Linked DNA regions of Anas platyrhynchos: region 1 is linked to region 2. Evidence: chromatin contacts called from public Hi-C data. All regions are on one chromosome and are shown on one strand. The core of a region is the stretch at or near the end of the contact, and the rest is flanking DNA. Distances in the headings are between cores, read along the strand shown.

Region 1 (3,331 bases), core at 114-2,613, 150 kb before region 2:
ATGAACCCAACCTTTTTTCCTTGGGCAACTTGCATAATAGCAGGTATTTTAAGGAGGTATCATGCAACCATCATTATGGATCTCATCTCATATCCCTCCCTGGAGCGCGTGCTCATGTCTGAGGAATCTGTGAGTTACCCATACAGCTTTGAAAAAGGGATCTGCTGCTTATCGTGCCATCAGAGGTGCTGATGCTCCCTGTGCCCGAATGGCACAGTCTGTTTATGCTGCGAGCAATCCTGACTAACAGACCCAGGCACACCTATCAACCCAAGCATCTAAAAATGCTTGCCCTCTGGCACTGCAGGCAGTATGAAATGCCTCGTTACTCTGCTCCTGACCATGCTCTCACCCAGCTGTCCTCTCTGCCCCTCCTGCTCTCACCTGGGCAATCAGGTTTAGCTACAGCTGCAGGGATTCTGCCATTCGGTGGCTTGGAAGCAGTTGAGTGCCCCGAAGCAGCTGGCCCTGGCTGCTGTTCAGGCTGTCCAGGAGCGACTCGCGGGTTTTGCGTTGCTCACAGTTTGCAGGGCTTGCAAAAAGCGTGGCGTTTGTCCCCAAAGCTGGGCGGAAAAATTAACAATGAGCAGGGCACGGACAGGGCTGGCGAGACGAGGATCAGGGAGCGAGTGCGTCGGTGCACATAGCTGGCTTATGAGCGAACAGATGACCTAGTTTTCCCAGCGAAGTGACATTAGGGTGATGACCTAATGCCTCGGTCTTGACTTGGCTGGTGCCATTGAGGGGGTGAAGGAGCTCTTGTTCGGAAAGAGAGGCTGTATGCATCATGCCGAGGCAGATGGAACAGCAAAAGGTGCAAAAACGCGTACTGCGAGCTGCAGAACGAGACCAGTGCCACGTTAATTGAACCGCAGAGAAGTGGAAGTGCCATCGATAATTACAGGTGCTGGAATTGGGCACGGTACACACAGAATTTGGCACAGTATGTATAAAGGTTGTGTACCGCGCTTGTGCTCGCCAGGAGGAGGAGGTGCCTGAAGCACCTAGTCAGGCCGCCTTTTGTTGTATAAACCCTGGGAGCCCAAACCCTACTGCTGGGGTCTTCTGGTGCTGTAGGCAGATGCAATCTGTCTGGTTTGGACCTTGTGTCTTCGCTCCATGAGCTTGTTGAAAGGAGAGTCGCTTTGTGGGAATCGCACTGAGGTTACCGTCCTGTGGACTCGGGCTAGGGCTCGGTAACTTGGACAGGCTCCCAGCACTAAGCGACAGGCTCTGGTCGTCTTTTAAGGGAGAAAGGAAAAACAAATGTCAAAGCGTCGCTGCAGGGAGAGAGCGGTACCTCCGTGCTTAGCTGTTGTGTGTCTCAGTCGCTGCTCAGGGCAAAGGAGCAGAGCTCCAGCTCTGATCCCAGCTTTGAGCTAACAGCTGCAGACAGGCCAGTTCCTCGGTCTTTAGACTGAGTATTGGAGTAGGCTAGAGGTCAAAACCTCTGAGCAGCTATATTTGGTCTGACCGAAAGTTCACCTGTGCCTGCATCCTGTCTCCAGCGATGATCAGTAGCGGATATTTAGGAAAAAAAGTATTTTTGATGAGGGAGAGGCAGTACTTCTTGCATATATGCTGTCCTGGCGAAATGAAGTGAATCTCTTGAGTTCATCTTCACAATAGGTGGCAGCATAACTCCACCAGCTGAATGTGCTTGTGCTTCTGAGACACCATGTAAGATGCTTCGGTTTCGCTCGGTTTTGACATCTTTGCGCCATGAAAGTAAGCTTATTCTGGGGATTTCCTTGACTTGTGATTTTTGTTACATCGCTTTCCATAGGGTTGTCTCATGTTCATGTGTTTTCTAGCACGAAGCACATAGTCATTGTTGTCTCAACAAAATAAGCATGCTGAAAGCATGTCTGAAGCGTTATCTACCTAGAGCTAAAATAGACCAGGTCTCATAGATGGTATTGAAAACCCAGAGAATTGCAGCCAAGTGTGAAAGCTGTATCTTCACTGAAATCTTTTAAGTCCATGTAGCTTGTTTGCAAACTAGAATGATTCCTGAGGGAGTCTGGCTGTCTTTCAGGATAATTAATCTCATTTACGTCTTCTATACACAGTCTGAAGATCCACAATACAGTATTTAATTTCAAATTATATACTTGTCTGGAGTGTCTCATGCTCAGGAGACATCCATTATGGATGTATTAGTACATCCATTTTACAACTCTCCTGTTTGATTTAAAATCACAGTTTTTTATTGATTACTAATGTATATTGTTTTATAGGGATAGAGGATGTTGATCACTGATATAAAGTTAAGAATTAAGTCAAAAGATGCTGATTGGTGTGATTGATGAAAAATGGGGATTGCTGCTCTAAGTTTAAAAATACTCGGTAGGGACTTCTTAGGAAGAAAACAATAGTATTTTACATAACAAAATATTATGTTTACATCATAATAGTCGTATTTTACACCACCGATGGGTTGAAAATGAATGGCACTTTCAAGAGCTTTGGATTTTTTTATTGTTTAACTGAAATGAAGTTTTGAAACTCATGAGGCGTCTAAATAGAGTAGTCAGTAAAACAAAATTTTCTTGCTGTCAAAACACCTTATTCCCCCTTTTTTAAAGTGTTTTTTTTTACAGGATATGCACATGCCCCAGCTCGCGAGTGGACAGCTTAGCAGTGGCAAGACTTCTGGATGGAAACTTGACACGAGACTTTAGTTGCTCCTTAAAGGCCAGATCAGCTCTGAGGTGCATGTTGAAATGAACTCCAGGTATTTCAAACTGAGCGTGCAGACCAGGAAACCTTGGTCTCTGTCAAGCAAGTGTTATGAAATAAAAATGTTGAATGAAACGATTGGTAATGTGTGAGGAGGGGAGGGGAAAGCAACAGCAAGAGAATACCAGCGGGCATTGGGGTGTGCTTGAGATGAGATGATTTCACCAGATCTCTTAGCTCAGATCCAGTTTGTGGCAAAGAACGAAGAAGTGATTGCATCTGTTTGGTACAGACACAAATGACTTCTGCACTTAATCATAGAGCAGCTGACCATCTCACACACGCAACAGGGGAAATGGGAGCTTCCTGCAGCCTACATAGGGCTAATTTACGCGGACTGCATAATAACAGAATAGACTGTAATAATACATTTAAAATACTATGCCCTTCACCATTCTTAAGGCTACCCAGAGTTGTCAGCTAGCTAACGCACCCTTTATGGTGTTTTCCTTTGATGTGTTTTCCATTTTCATTAATGTGCTAGCTTTTTTTTTTTTCTTTTTCCCATCTTTCTCATGCCCTGATTTTCCTCTTAGCATTTCTTCTACACGCCTACTGGAAACATGTACATAATAGAGGGCCATTTGAA
Region 2 (3,685 bases), core at 281-2,780:
TACAGCAGGGGTTTTCCTTCTCCTTTTCCTTTATACACTTCCTCTTCCGTATCCTGCCACTACAGATAACTGCGGCTTTTCAGTTTTCTTAGGTTTAATATTCATGGACTTTTCTTCTAGAGACGCTTTACCAGTAAAGTTTAAAATAGTTAATATTCCCTTAACATATCAAGTGTAAAAACAAAAAAAACAAAAACAAAAAATAATAAAAATAATAAAAAGGTTTAATATATTGCTGAGAAACAGATGATGATGTAATATTTTTTAAAATGGCTTGTTTGTTTTGTTTGAAAAGCAGGGCAGTAGCCAGTGCTAAATGATTTAAGTAATATTGTAATACTGTATTTCTTTGAGAGAAAAGGCTTTTTTTGGTCTTGAAAATGATAGACATTTGTAGAATATGGAGACTAACTCCTAGGAGTTGCTTTACTCTTTCAGGTGACTTAAGTCACTGAGACTCACTAATTTTCTCTGAGAGAACAGTTGATTGGGAAACTACTGTAAATAGCTCAGTGTTGTATAGTGATGCTTACATGTTTTGTAGCCTTGGCATTAAGGACACAACCTGAAAAACTGACCTTTTTCTTAAGCAACTCTTTGGGCCATGGTCATTAAACATAACGGACTGAGTGACTGCGTACAAGTTAGCTAGAGTTTAGGTGGTATAGGCCATTGAAAGAAACCCACTTTTTCCTCTGGTCTCTTTCTTTCCTTACTTTTGCAGACATGTTTTATTTGTGTTCCTTATTGCTGCCACAACCAGCATGATTGTATAGAGCTCATTTGCTGTAGAACATTTACATACCAAGAGTTATATTAAAGCCGAATGCACAAATGAACATGTCATAATTTTTGTTATAATAAATATGAAATTTACAAACAGCGTCTGCTTTTGTCTGACTAGCTGAGCAGCAGCTTTCAAACAGCTTGCTGTGGTTCATCAGCGTGCTGCAGTCTGCTTAAGCAGCAAAGTGTTAAAACTTTTTCAACTTGGTGCGCATTTTTACAGTAACTGCAGAAGCTCACGTGTACTCCTAGAATTTTTAGTAAGCAGTTCACCCAACAGTTGCTCCAAATATCAAATGCTCTTTAAAAGATGCTAAACACCGAGGAATTAACATACTTCTTTTCTTTCTTGGTATGAATTCAGCACTATTATTGATTTGCCCTTCACCGTGGTATTGACAATGCCAGAAGATTGAAGAGGAGCGGTGCTCTGACTCTGCCACTGGGACCGAGTGGCTGAGGGTAGAAATGATGAGGGGATGATGTGGGCTGACAAAAGGGAGGAGGAAAACATTGGGTTTGGACAGAAGAGGAAAAAGGTAAAGAGAAGGTGGAAAAGTGAACTCAAAGCTACCTACATAAACTAAGACGTGGTTGAACATGTTAAACAAACATGAGCTTGATGGCAGCTTGACTTTGGTAGCAGAAGGGTGTGTTTTGCTCCTTCCTCTGGGAAGGGACCCACGCCCTTTCTCAGTATTGCCTCCAACCAATTGCTTCATTTTCCTTGTCGGTCTCTAAAAAGCTGAATTAGTGCCTGATTACCACAGTGTCCTGTTCCTTCATAACATTTGGTCTGTATTTTGGGGGCGGGCTATGGTAACAGGCAGTTGTCCTTACTCTGTTCCAGGATGCAACAGCCAAGCCAGAGCAGGATTGTCATTGATAGGAGGTGCTGAGATTCTTCTGAAACAATAACAGCAGAGGAACAAACACAAAAATACATGGTTTGATAAATACTTACAGTACTGCCTACTATAGAGCTGTAGAAGATTGTATTGTAATTTGAGCTTCAAAATACTTTCTTAAAAACTCATTAAATGCAGAGAAAAAAATGTTATATTTGCAAGTGACTCAGGTGTTCTTTAGTAACAGTTTCTGTATTTCTAATTTTATTGAATGATTCCTTTTTCCTTGGTGTCCATGGAAAGTGCTTTTTTCGGTCTTTTCAGTTGTTTTTTAGACTGAAGGTGATAATTAGCATGGATACCACCATGGCCTAGGCAAGTGATTACAAGTTTAGGGTTTCCTGAGCAAGCTGGAAATTTTTCTGTGTAGCACCCTGCTAGTAGAGGAGTAATCTTGCTGCAGCTGTGTCTTAATTCATACTAACATGCCTCTGGTACACTGAATTTGTGGTGCTTCTGGGGCATCATGTCATGTGAGCTAAAGTTTGTCCCCTTGCAGAGAAATTACTGAGATTTCTCACTCCCTGCTGTACCCCTTCCTTGTTTGAAGAGGAATACATGCACATGGACGGGCTTCATAAAGAATTTTGTTCCCCCTCCTGGACTCTCCATAGCGTACTGAACTGGATCGGTAGGTTGACTGGCTGGGAGCGTCTTTAGAAAGGTTAGCATTTATTTTTAAACCAAGGGTAAAGGTTATTTTGTTCTGGCTTTAAACTGGGACTTGGAAAGCAAGGTACAGTTTTTGCAACTCGTGACTTTTCTGGACATCTCTGTCCTTTCACAAAGGGCGTTAGCATGCTCTTATTTTGTGAGGACTGAAGCTAAAGTCATTGACTTCATTTTGGTGCATTACTATCAAACATGAGTTTATGATTAAGTGCATGGTATATTTTACACTATTTTGCCCAACAAGGAACTATCTGACTCAAAAAGACGTGGATTTGTTCGCAGAATTTGGCAGCTGTAGCAGGGGCAAAGGTTGGGGACTAAAAGGAAAGGAAAGCTTTCAACTGAAGAAAAAAAAGAAAAGAGCCACCCTACCTTTATAATCCAACCTTTCATGTCCTTTGAAACTTGCTGATAGCCATATCTGCGACTAGCAGAAATGCATGAACAGGAGGAGGTAGATAGCTGGTGGCAGAAAATGAACGCATTTACATTGTTTCCTGGAAGATAACTTCAAATAGGAAGCTAGGATGGGACTGAGGAGTAACTCAGCTGCTTGAATGCAAGCCTTTTTGGTGGCATAAAAGCTTTTTTTTACCTTGCTTTCTGCCATAGTGCTCTTACATAATGCATTTTGCTGTGCATGAGCAACCCATTGGCATTCTGCTTGTGCATTCAGAGCATGGCACAACCTCCTCATTGGTAACCAGTGCTGTAGTGTTGCTGCCTTCCTGTGGCTTATTGCTTTTAGAATGAGCCAAATATCCGTGTAGCTCATCTCCCTCATTACCAGGATGCTGTCACGGTGCTGCTGCAATGCCCCATAAGCTACCTTTTGAGCATTTCCTTCCTCATGATCTCAGCCTGATCTCTAGCTGTCGTGCTTTCAGCTCATACACAATTCTCTAGCAAACTGTATGTATGTATTTTCTGAGGTATAACTTTCACTTCGGAAGCCTGTCCAGGTGGGGGGTAAGTATTATCGGAGCATCACATCCACCTTTGGAAGTTATTTCTAAGAAGCTCCCTGGCAATCCCCTGTCCCTTGATTATATTTAAGTACTTAGCCTCTCTTGTGTTGAGAGGCACATTCCCTGAGTCACTTAATTTAGCCCCACCAAGGCAATAAGCCAAGACGAAGCAAAATCTGGGTTCCGACATTAATAAGATAACACTGGAGAACAGCAACATCCACCCATCCCTGTAAGAGGGAGTCTTTCCAGGTGCAGTTACAGAGAAGCACACGCAGTGTCCCTTGGTCACCCTGTGCTTCTCTGCCTGCATCTCAGCACTGCTCATGGATGGTGGCTTTTGGGTTCGGC

Evidence for each region. Hi-C and Micro-C count contacts between places; a contact is called where the count stands out from the background.
Region 1: a Hi-C map of subcutaneous adipose tissue shows a contact between it and region 2, with 4 times the contacts expected there. The contact joins two enhancer-like sites. A contact is called at or near these places in 5 of 8 Hi-C or Micro-C datasets (F1 follicle, liver, skeletal muscle and 1 more).

What each region holds. Positions count from the first base shown.
Region 1 is chr2:79,932,688-79,936,018 of IASCAAS_PekinDuck_T2T, reverse strand. No RefSeq gene overlaps it. Among named protein-coding and RNA genes, the nearest start is that of PHLPP1, 24 kb to the right of the region's middle. Within about 2 kb of position 1,363, at least 3 of the 8 cell types and tissues checked have an H3K27ac peak or open chromatin away from gene starts, as enhancers often do. A contact at or near this core is called in subcutaneous adipose tissue, where this site is marked.
Region 2 is chr2:79,778,801-79,782,485 of IASCAAS_PekinDuck_T2T, reverse strand. It overlaps PHLPP1 (PH domain and leucine rich repeat protein phosphatase 1), which reads left to right. Exons shown (of 17, transcript XM_005021068.6): 17 at 1-883. Among named protein-coding and RNA genes, the nearest start is that of PHLPP1, 130 kb to the left of the region's middle. Within about 2 kb of position 1,530, at least 1 of the 8 cell types and tissues checked has an H3K27ac peak or open chromatin away from gene starts, as enhancers often do. A contact at or near this core is called in subcutaneous adipose tissue, where this site is marked.